Regions from separate parts of the Mus musculus genome. Here region 1 is linked to region 2. The links are chromatin contacts, called in public promoter capture Hi-C maps. All regions are on one chromosome and are shown on one strand. The core of a region is the stretch at or near the end of the contact, and the rest is flanking DNA. Distances in the headings are between cores, read along the strand shown.

Region 1 (4,831 bases), core at 370-2,869, about 27 Mb after region 2:
TAAAGTAAGGAGTGATAAGTCAGTGAAAGTCAAGCCTTCCTACTACCCAGGAAATCTGTGGGAAGAAGAAACCTCTCTCTTGACATTCTGAATAGAGGAGACTTAAAACTGACTTCTAGCTAGTACTCGTTAAAAGCAAATGTGATCTCATCTCTTCTTTTCTAAGCTTCCTCTCCCATCTTACCCTATTATTCAGCTATCCTGAACTCTTCCCTTCCTTCTTCTGTCCATAAATGTGAATTTCTGGAGCCTTAATTATGCGGTTCATTAAATATTCTCAACCAATAAGTTTTCTAAAAAACTGAGCTTAAACATTACCTCTGTGTGCTACTAGGAAGAAAAAACTTTAAAATGCTAGCTTCTTAGAAGATGGCAAATCAGTGAACATCTACCATCTTTTTAAAAGGTTGGCTTTCCCAAGGGTCACAATGCTAAAAATAATAATAATAATAATAATGATAAAGGCAAACGTGGAGGAGGAAGAGGAGGGCCCAAGAAATGGTTTATTGCTATGCTTGGTGATCCCAGGGGCCCAAGAACTCACAGAAAGATAGGAGAGAACCAATTACAAAAAGCTGAGGTGTCAACCGGGCAGTGGTGGAGCACACCTTTAATTCCAGCACTTGGGAGGCAGAGACAGGCAGATTTCTGAGTTCCAGGCCAGTCAAGTATATAGAGTGAGTCCCAGGACAGCCGGGGCTACACAGAGAAACCCTGTCTCGAGAAAACAAAACAAAACAAAACAAAAAAACAGAAACAAAACAAACAAACAAAAAAAACAGAAACAAAACAAACAAACAAAAAAACTGCGGTGCCATGCCACCTTCTCCCCCAATAATAAATGAAAGTAGAATTTATGTGAGATCGAAACATCTTTCTCACTTCCCAAGATTATTTTTATAATTCAAGAGTGGTAGACAGTGATTGCTGCTCACAAAGCCAAAGCAAACCATGGTGTATCTAATCCCACAAGGTGCGTGGAAGGAAAGGCTCGAAAGACGCAAAGTAACAACGATTGAAGAAATTATGCAAAGGGGAGTTAATAGACTTTATTTCCACAATAGGAACTTCCTTATCCAATAATGATCAGGAAACTCTACCTCAGAAAACTTAACGACTCGCTCATGCTTGCATGCATTCATTCATTCAACGTTCTAAGTGCCTACCGTGTTCTAGGCCCTGGAGGCGCTGCTGGAGATGAAGGATGCGCAGCAGACCAAGTCCCTGACCACAAGGAGCTCCCGTCAATCACAGCTAACTTTTATGACTTTAAACCGCAGCTGTCACTCTGGAGAAGTCCAGGAAGCAGGTTTTCCAAGCCAGGTTCACAGAACCTCAGGCTGACTAGCGGGCCGAGTTCCGCCCCCCCCAGAGACCAGCGATCGCTTTCACCGAGCAGGCTCCACAGACACTCAACACCCCTTGACAGCGGAACCTGAACCTCACACACCCTGTCACCCCGCCCCCTCCCTGGCAACGTCATCCAGGGGCGCCAGGGACCGGAGGAAAGCGCTGTTAACGGCACTTCCTCGTCACGTGACGATCACGCCCCTCCCCGCGCGTGCTCCCTCCCCCTCCAGCCGCGGGTCGCGATTCCGCTCCCTGCGGCCTGCAGTCTGGGAGCCGCCTCGGGCCGACGACGCACCACGGAGCCGGACCGGATGCTCTCTAGGGAGAAAGGCGAGCCAAGCCGAATCCCCGAAACTCTCCGCCGCTCGAGACCGGAGGAGGAGAAGCGAAACAGGCGGGAATCGGTGGGGGAGGGCGGGAGCTAGCGGAAGGTGTCATGGCGGCCGCGGTGGTGGTCACGTGCTCCGGAGGCCCGCCCCGGCGTTTCCGGTCACGTGCCCTCAGCGCCCTCGCAGCCAGCGATGGAGGCGAGACCCCCCGGCAACAGAGGCGGTGGCGACGGCTGCGGCCGCAGGGGTTCAGCCTCCTCCGTGCAGCGGCTGTGAGAAGCGCGGCGGAGGCAGATCCGACGGGACGCGCTTCCCGCGCCCCAGACCAGAGACCGTAGCTCCCACCTGGTAAGTTGAGACCGAAGAATGGGGTTGGGCGGGCGTGGAGGGTCTGACAGGCCCCGGGGGCGCGGGGCCAGGCGGATCGAGCCCTTCGCTGTAGTCGTCTCCACGACACTACAGGCTGGCTGTGTGGTTTGCCTTTCTTCTCCCGGAATGGGAAGGAGGTGCCCTGACCCTTAATCTACTGCCCGAAGGCATTAGGTTCTTCCGCTGGGAGGGACTGGAAGGATCAGACTCACCTGAGAACGAAGGAAGTGAGGCTTCTCCGAGACACCGAGGCCCTTCCCGTTAGGGAGCCTGCCCGGGAGAGGCTTTCTTTTCCTGTTAAAGAAGTCCTCTAACCTTGGTGTCCTCGTGCCTTCTTGCTTCCACCTGTCATCCTGCTCTTCAAACTGTTATTAAAACTTGAGCCACGCACCCAGTTCTAGCTATGACCAGTTTGACAGTCATGTAGTGTAAAGTGAACCATCAATACATGGAAGTATGTGATTATTTTTATAAATTCTCCAGTGTTCTTAGAAACTAAATTCATGTGAAGTTGACCTCACATGTCTATTTTACCATCTGCAAAACAAGGGTGGGGAAAAGATGTTAAAACGTATGCCCAGGGCTACAGTGAAATGGCTCAACTGGTAAAGGTGCTTGCTGCCAAACCTGAGTTCCATCTCTGGGACCCACGTGGTGGAGGGAGAACCGATCTCCGGAAGTTGTGTCCTCAACGTATACACAGTTTAATTTGGGATTTTTGTTTGCTTGTTTTTGTTCTTCGTTGTTGGCTTTTGTTTGGTTGGTTTGGCTTTCTGTCTTTTGATGTTGTCCATTTAAAGACACCAGTTTAAAATATGGTAAAACAGGTTTCTGAGTTAGGAATGCAGCTTAAAGCTAAGAGTTCTTGCTAGGCACCTGTAAGATCCTGGGTTTCATTTCCAGAACTGGCAAAAAAAAAAAACAGGACTGTAGGTAGAGCCCAATGTAAATTGCTTGGTAAGCATGCAGGCCTGGGTACAGAAAACTGGCTTGAAGCACACTAAGGGCTTGGCTCCAATCAATATTCTCAATATCTAGCCTTGTGACTTCCTTTCCTTCCTCTCCTGACCCTCCATTTCCCACACAGGTTTTCTCTGTATAACAGCCCTGACTGGCCTTGAACTCACAGGGATCGATTGCCTCTGATTCTTGAATGGTAAGATTAAAGGTGTACACTACCACACCTAACCCTAGACTTGTGATTTCCTTTTTTTTTTAAGTTGGTTGATTTTACTACTGTATATTGGTGTTCTGTCTACCTGTGGGTTTCTATGGTGGTGTCAGATCCCCTAGAACTGGAAGTATAGTTGTGAATGGCCATGTGGGTGCTAGAATTGAACCTTGGGTCCTTTGGGAGAGTAGCCGGTGCTCTTAATGGCTGAGTCATTGCTCCAGCCCCAGTGATTTTCAAACATTTTAAAGACATGAAACATTTCTTCCATGAATTTATGCCTGGAATTCCAACATAAAACTACATCGAAGCTGGGAGTTCATGGCACAGGCCCTTTTTTTTTTTTTTTTTTTTGGTTTTTAAGGACACCTAAAAACATTTTGAAAACCACTAAGCCAAAATTATCAACCCTAATATTGTTTTTTTTTTTTAGATTTCCTTATTTTATGTATATAAGTACACCATTGTTCTCTTTAGACACACCAGAAGAGGGCATCAGATCCCATACAGATGGGCATGAGCCACCATGTGGTTGCTGGGAACTGAACTCAGAATCTCTGGAAGAGCAGTTGGCACTCTCAACCACTCAGCCATCTTTCCAGCCCCCAACCCTAAAATTCTATTTATTCTCTTGTTTTTTGTTTTGTTGTTTTGGTTTTGTTCTATTGGGGTTTTTTGTTTGTTTTGTTTTGTTGTTTTGTTTTGGTTTTTGGTTTTTAAGAGAGGGTTTCTCTGTGCAGTGCAGCCTTGGCTATCCTAGACCTCAATCTGTAGACCAGGTTGACCTGGAACTCACAGGGATCCCCCTGCCTCTGCCTTCCAAGTATTCCATTCAGGGATCATTTATTTCCATAATTCATTACCCTTTAAGATCCTTTGTTGTTGTTCTTGTTGTTTTTCGAGACAGGGTTTCTCTGTATAGCCCTAGCTGTCCTGGAACTCACTTTGTAGACTAGGCTGTCCTCAAACTCCAGAGTGCTGGGATTAAAGGCATGTGCCACCATGCCCAGCTACCCTTTAAGATTCTTAAAAACCAAAACTAGAGTATTCACATGAAGAGATAAATACAAGGCAGAAATAACCTCTAGTGATAGCCCAGTGGCTTATGAAAACAGCTCAGGAAAGTATTTTGAACCTATTTGTAGGTTTTATTTTGTTTTGAGGGGTGGGGGTCCTCCAGTATAACAAAAACTGGCCTTGAACTCTTGGTAGCACCTGCCTCTGCCTCCCAAGTGCTGGGATTACAGGCTTGAGCCACCACACCCAGTTTAAATCATCTGCATTCAAAGGGAGAGAAGCAAAGACCCACACGTCCACACACTCGGGAATTCCAAAAAACACCAAACTGGAAGGCATAATATATTCAGAGGACCTAGTGCAGACCTGAGAAGGTCCTGTGTATGCTGCCTCAGGGAGAATTGCTTAAAAAATTAAATTCAAGTTGTGGTAAATGCTATAAGAGAGTATTAGAAAACAATAATGACTTCAGAGATTAGAATCTACTGCAAAAAAAATTTTTTTTGTGACTGAAAACCAGTTGAGGGGAGAGAGAAAAATGTATCAAGTCTTGAGAACAAAGACATTCACATGCAGCTTCGGGCAAGGTTATAAC
Region 2 (4,488 bases), core at 174-2,673:
ATTCCTAAACCCTAACTCCCCCAGGCCCCAAGTAGTCACCCTGGAATTCTTGAGTCTTCCTGTTAGTTTGTCTTTTATGTTTTGATATAGGGTCTTTTGATGCATGCTGGTCTGGTCTTGGGAGTACGATCTTCCCACCTCTGCCCTGGCCAGTGGTGCCATTGGAGTGCTATCTGAATCTTGCTACCTACCAAAAACCCCAAGCCTTTAAGAGTGAGGGGATCTGTATGCATGGAGGAGTATCGCTGTTGTGACCTCTGGAGGGTCAAGGCACCAGAAAGGCTCACCTGGAAACGGTTGCTCAACCCTTTGTTGACTGTAAGTTTGACACCTTCCATCTGAACTGGAAACAGCTCTGCAGAAGAGAGATGCTGTCATACCCCAGATTCTTCTCCCATCCCAAGCTCTCTTCACAAACTCTTATCTCACTAATTCCACCACTAGAGGAACCTTGGCCCTTTGCACATTTTAAACCCAGTGCAGTCACCTCAACTTAGGAAATTCACTCTCCTGCCTAACTTCTCATGCTTACAGTTCTCACCACACAGAACTGTCCTCAGTATTTAGTAAGTTAACACACTTAACTATCGAGAGTAAGAATGTCCTCCCTCTTATGATCAAATTGTCAAAAGATCCTAGGCTAGGATCCTTGGGTCGAACCCCTCACAGGAACATTGGGGAAAACCTCTTGACACCGTGACCTTGGACTATAATTCCCTTCCTGATCACACTCCTGAATCTTGGTGGGGTTGGTCCCCTGGCTCTCAGTACCCTAAGACTTCTCCCTCCTGCTGTGGCATTCTTCCCCAACGAGTTCATCATCTGATCGCAGTTTCGAGCCCCAAGTTCAAGGTCCCACCCTTCCAATCCATCATCAGCTTCCAACGTTCTGTTTAATGATTGCAACGATGTGCGCCAATCCTCCGGGGGGTCCCTTCCCTTTCCCTGGGGCTACTCGGGCCTGGCGCCCCTCACCCTTGCACTTCCGGTGGCACTCCTCGAACGTCCCCGGGTTGGGCAGGCATCCGCAGCTCCCATCTTCCGAGGCCGCCGCAGCGCCGCTGGCCGCAGCCCCGGGAGTCCGTTCCGAACCACGGCCAGTGCTTGACCCAGTGCCCAGGCCGCCGCCGAGCGGCGGCAGAGTGAAGCCTGGCGGCGAAGGAGGCGGCGGCGGGAGCCCCACGAGGGACGGCGTAGGAGGCGGCGGTGGCCCTGCGGGCGGAGAGCTGGCAGCCAACACGTTCCCCATGGTATCTGCGAGGGGAAAGGTCAGAGGGCAGGGATCGGGGCGACACGCACACCCCCGGATGCAACCCCAGGCCCTTCCCACCCAAAGCGGACTCGGCTCTCACTGGCGGCCGCGGCGGCTCCTCTTCCCGGCCTGGGCTCCGCTCCTACCCCGTGCGCTAAGCGCAACCGAACCCGCTGCCGCCGCCGCCACCGCTGTTTTCCCGCCCCATGGATTCTATTGGTTCGGTGTCCTCCGAGATCCGCCCACCGCCCTAGAAGAAAGACATTCTATTGGAGAATTAGCAGGAAGTTCCACCCTTCTGTTGAAGCCCTACTCCTATTGGTTCCTAGTCGAAATCAGTCAGTGCAGCTTCCTCTACCTTCCTATTGGCTCGTGTATCCCAAGTTCATTGGTTCGCGACGCCGCGGGGCTGGAGCTAGTTCGCTATTTGTCGATAGCACACGCATTGACACGCCTACCTGCTCATTGCCCCGCCCTCCTTTTGGAGGCGCGGAGACCCGCCCCAGAAAATGCCTTGACTATTGGTGGACCTTGGCTCAACTCACATTCTAATTGGCTACAGTATGTCTAATGGGCCGGCCATGGTGACGTGCGTGCTAGGTCTCTCATTGGCCAATGCGCCAGGGTCAGGGGACATCAGTAGAGGTGCGTTGCGCTGCAGACGCTGCTAGGCAGCAAGGTCAGGTCTCGCGTCCCGACAGGCACCGCGGTGGAGAGGCAGGGTCCCCGACGGTAAAGCCGGAAGTGCTGCCCCTTCCCACAGTGCCTCGGGAAGGTTTCAAACCAGTTCTGGGATAACCTGCCGGCCTCTGCCTACCCACAATGCCGCTTTCTCCCTTAACGCCGCAGCTGCCTTGACCCCCCCACCCCCTTTTATTTTTTTACCCATCATGCCGTCTGCTCCTTGCGTCACTGTAGCTTCTATCTTTGGCCCATTCATTCCTTTCCCATTACCCAGCATTCATTCCCCCATTCATTGAGCTTCAATCCCTTGGCTCGGTTTAGCTCGTGTCTGCCTGTTCACGTTTCCCATCCTTCCGGCCTTTCTCTAATGAACTATCTTGGAATCTTTTACCTTCTGGCGACTACCCACTACGCCTACAGCCCTCGTTTCTTACTTTGCTTCTGGCTCATTCGTTTAGCTCCATTACCCATCACGCCTTGGGGGCTTCATTGAAAATAGTATTTGCCTCATGATCTTAGACACTTCTTGCATGCCTACCGTTTTTTCTTTTGGTTGATGCGGTTTTGCTTATGACTCATTAATTTCTGGGGCATTTTTTTTTGACTTTTTGGGGAGGGAGGGGAGTCCATTCTCTGTTGACTTACAGATCACGGATGCCTTTCAAGCTTCAGGCCTCATTGTACCCCACTCACTTCACATCTCACAGAAAACACAAGACTTTATCAAAGTAGAAACTCATATTATGTAGGAAATGCTTACAAAATAAAATTCCCAACCCAGATGCCCAGATTCTCCATCACACACACATACACACACCATCCCCTAAAGAGGGATATGTAGTTCTCATCTCACTGGGTAGGGGTTAAAAGAATTCAGTAGTCCTCAGGATAAGAGCAGAGTCTCCCAAACTTGGGGTGGCAAGGCACACTTGCATTAGGTTCTCCCCTCTAGCATTGGACCTGGAATTCATGCTCTGGAGACAGGAACCTGGGTGCTGAGGAGAGGGTGTGAGAAACCTGAGATTCCTGCCTGCAGGAGTAGGTGGAGATGGGGAGGTCCTACCTTACATTGGGGAATCCTCTCCTTTTCACCTTTGGGGAGCAGGGTGGGGAGGGATCAGGTGAGCTTCTGCTGCCTGGAGGGCTCAGGTCTGAGCAACAGGGAGCCCCTGATCCCGTTCTTGCATATCTGTTGGACTCTATTGCCTGAGGACAAGTGCAAGGTCCGATTCCTTTGGGACTTTAAGGGTTCTTGAGATACTGAGTGGCATGGTCAAAGGGTCGTAGTCTTAGGAGTCCTTGGGGGGGGGGGGGGGGTCACAGGTGGTGCAGAAGGATATGGTGAGCTCCCTGCCAAGGGAGATAAAAATCTCCAGGTTTCCAGTTGTGCAGGTTTGCCTGCCTCAGACATCATAGATTGGACGTCATGGTGGAGTCACTAAGAAGTCACAGGTGGATTGCAATGGGTGATAGTTGTCCCTGGTCTGCCTGGAAGTCAGAGTGTCCTAGATTACTGGTGGAAAGCTCATGGGTCAAGGGTGAAAGGTGAGACGTCAGAGCCCCTGTGCCTCCCTCACACATACATGGCCCGTGACACAAAAAAGTCTTTGCTCTGGTAGGAGTCAGAGGGGCTGGGGTAGGACAGGGCATCATAAATAGGGTTGATTTTATCCAGGAAGTCTTCCTCCTCATCATCTTCCTCCTCATCTTCGAGACTCAGGGAAACCCCCTCCACAACATTGGGTCCTGGAGGCACCAGAAGAGAAGGTCCCAGGCCTGTAGCCCCCAACAGCAGGGGCCCTGACCGCTCTTCCAGAGTGGGCAGCTCGTGATACCGAGGCATCTCCTAGAAGTGGGGAGGGAGCAAAAGCAAGATGTCAAAGTCACCTCAGTCTCAGGATGGCATCCTAGATCTGCCCCCTGCCAATCAGATCCAACTACACCACTGCCATCCTTTCTCCCTCGACCAAACTTCTCTGTACAGTCACTTCTAACCCAAGCCCAGCACGGACCTCCTTACCCTGTCTCAGTCTTCCTCTTTGATCTCTGAAACCCAATCCTTACCCAAGAAAATTTGACCTCTGGGTTCTCTGTCTGTCTGTCTCTCTCTCTCTCTCTCTCTCTCTCTCTCTCTCTCTCTCTCTCTCTGTCTCTCTCCTCTCTCTTTTCTTTTCTTTTCTTTTTATGTAGCTCTGGCTGTTCTGGTGGGCCAGATCTGCCCGTCTCAGTCTCCGAGTTTTCTGCCTCAACCACCTGAGTGTTAGAATCAGGTCTGGGCTGCTGTAGTTACAAAATGCTGAGCACTGAATCCAGGGCTTTGTGCATGTTGGGCAAGCAACCGGAACCAACTGCCTTATAACCCCAGCCTAACATAAATCTTTTTGTGTGTTTGGAGAAGAGGTCTTATGTAACTCAAGGTGTTCTCTGTAGCCAAGGATGACCTTGAACTCCTGACCCTCCTGCCTCCATCTCTGTGTTGGGATGAGAAGCATGCACTGTTACGATCTGACTGACTTTTTTGTTTTCTTTTACACAAGGTCTCATTAGGTAGC

What was found. Promoter capture Hi-C pulls out the DNA fragments that hold promoters and counts their contacts.
Region 1: a contact with region 2 is called in a promoter capture Hi-C map of pre-B cells. The contact joins the promoter of Hps5 here to the promoter of Tomm40 in region 2. A contact is called at or near these places in 3 of 39 promoter capture datasets (cranial neural crest, maxillary cranial neural crest and pre-B cells).

What each region holds. Positions count from the first base shown.
Region 1 is chr7:46,794,262-46,799,092 of GRCm38.p6, forward strand. It overlaps Hps5 (HPS5, biogenesis of lysosomal organelles complex 2 subunit 2), which reads right to left and starts at 1,620. Exons shown (of 23, transcript NM_001005247.2): 1 at 1,167-1,620. It overlaps Gtf2h1 (general transcription factor II H, polypeptide 1), which reads left to right and starts at 1,833. Exons shown (of 15, transcript NM_008186.4): 1 at 1,833-2,027.
Region 2 is chr7:19,714,006-19,718,493 of GRCm38.p6, forward strand. Tomm40 (translocase of outer mitochondrial membrane 40) reads right to left here and starts at 1,424. Exons shown (of 10, transcript NM_016871.2): 1 at 1,353-1,424; 2 at 976-1,254; 3 at 288-355. The coding sequence starts at 1,249. It overlaps Nectin2 (nectin cell adhesion molecule 2), which reads right to left. Exons shown (of 9, transcript NM_008990.3): 9 at 2,639-3,782. The coding sequence ends at 3,510. Gm38955 (a long non-coding RNA gene) reads left to right here and starts at 1,459. Exons shown (of 2, transcript XR_881874.2): 1 at 1,459-1,984.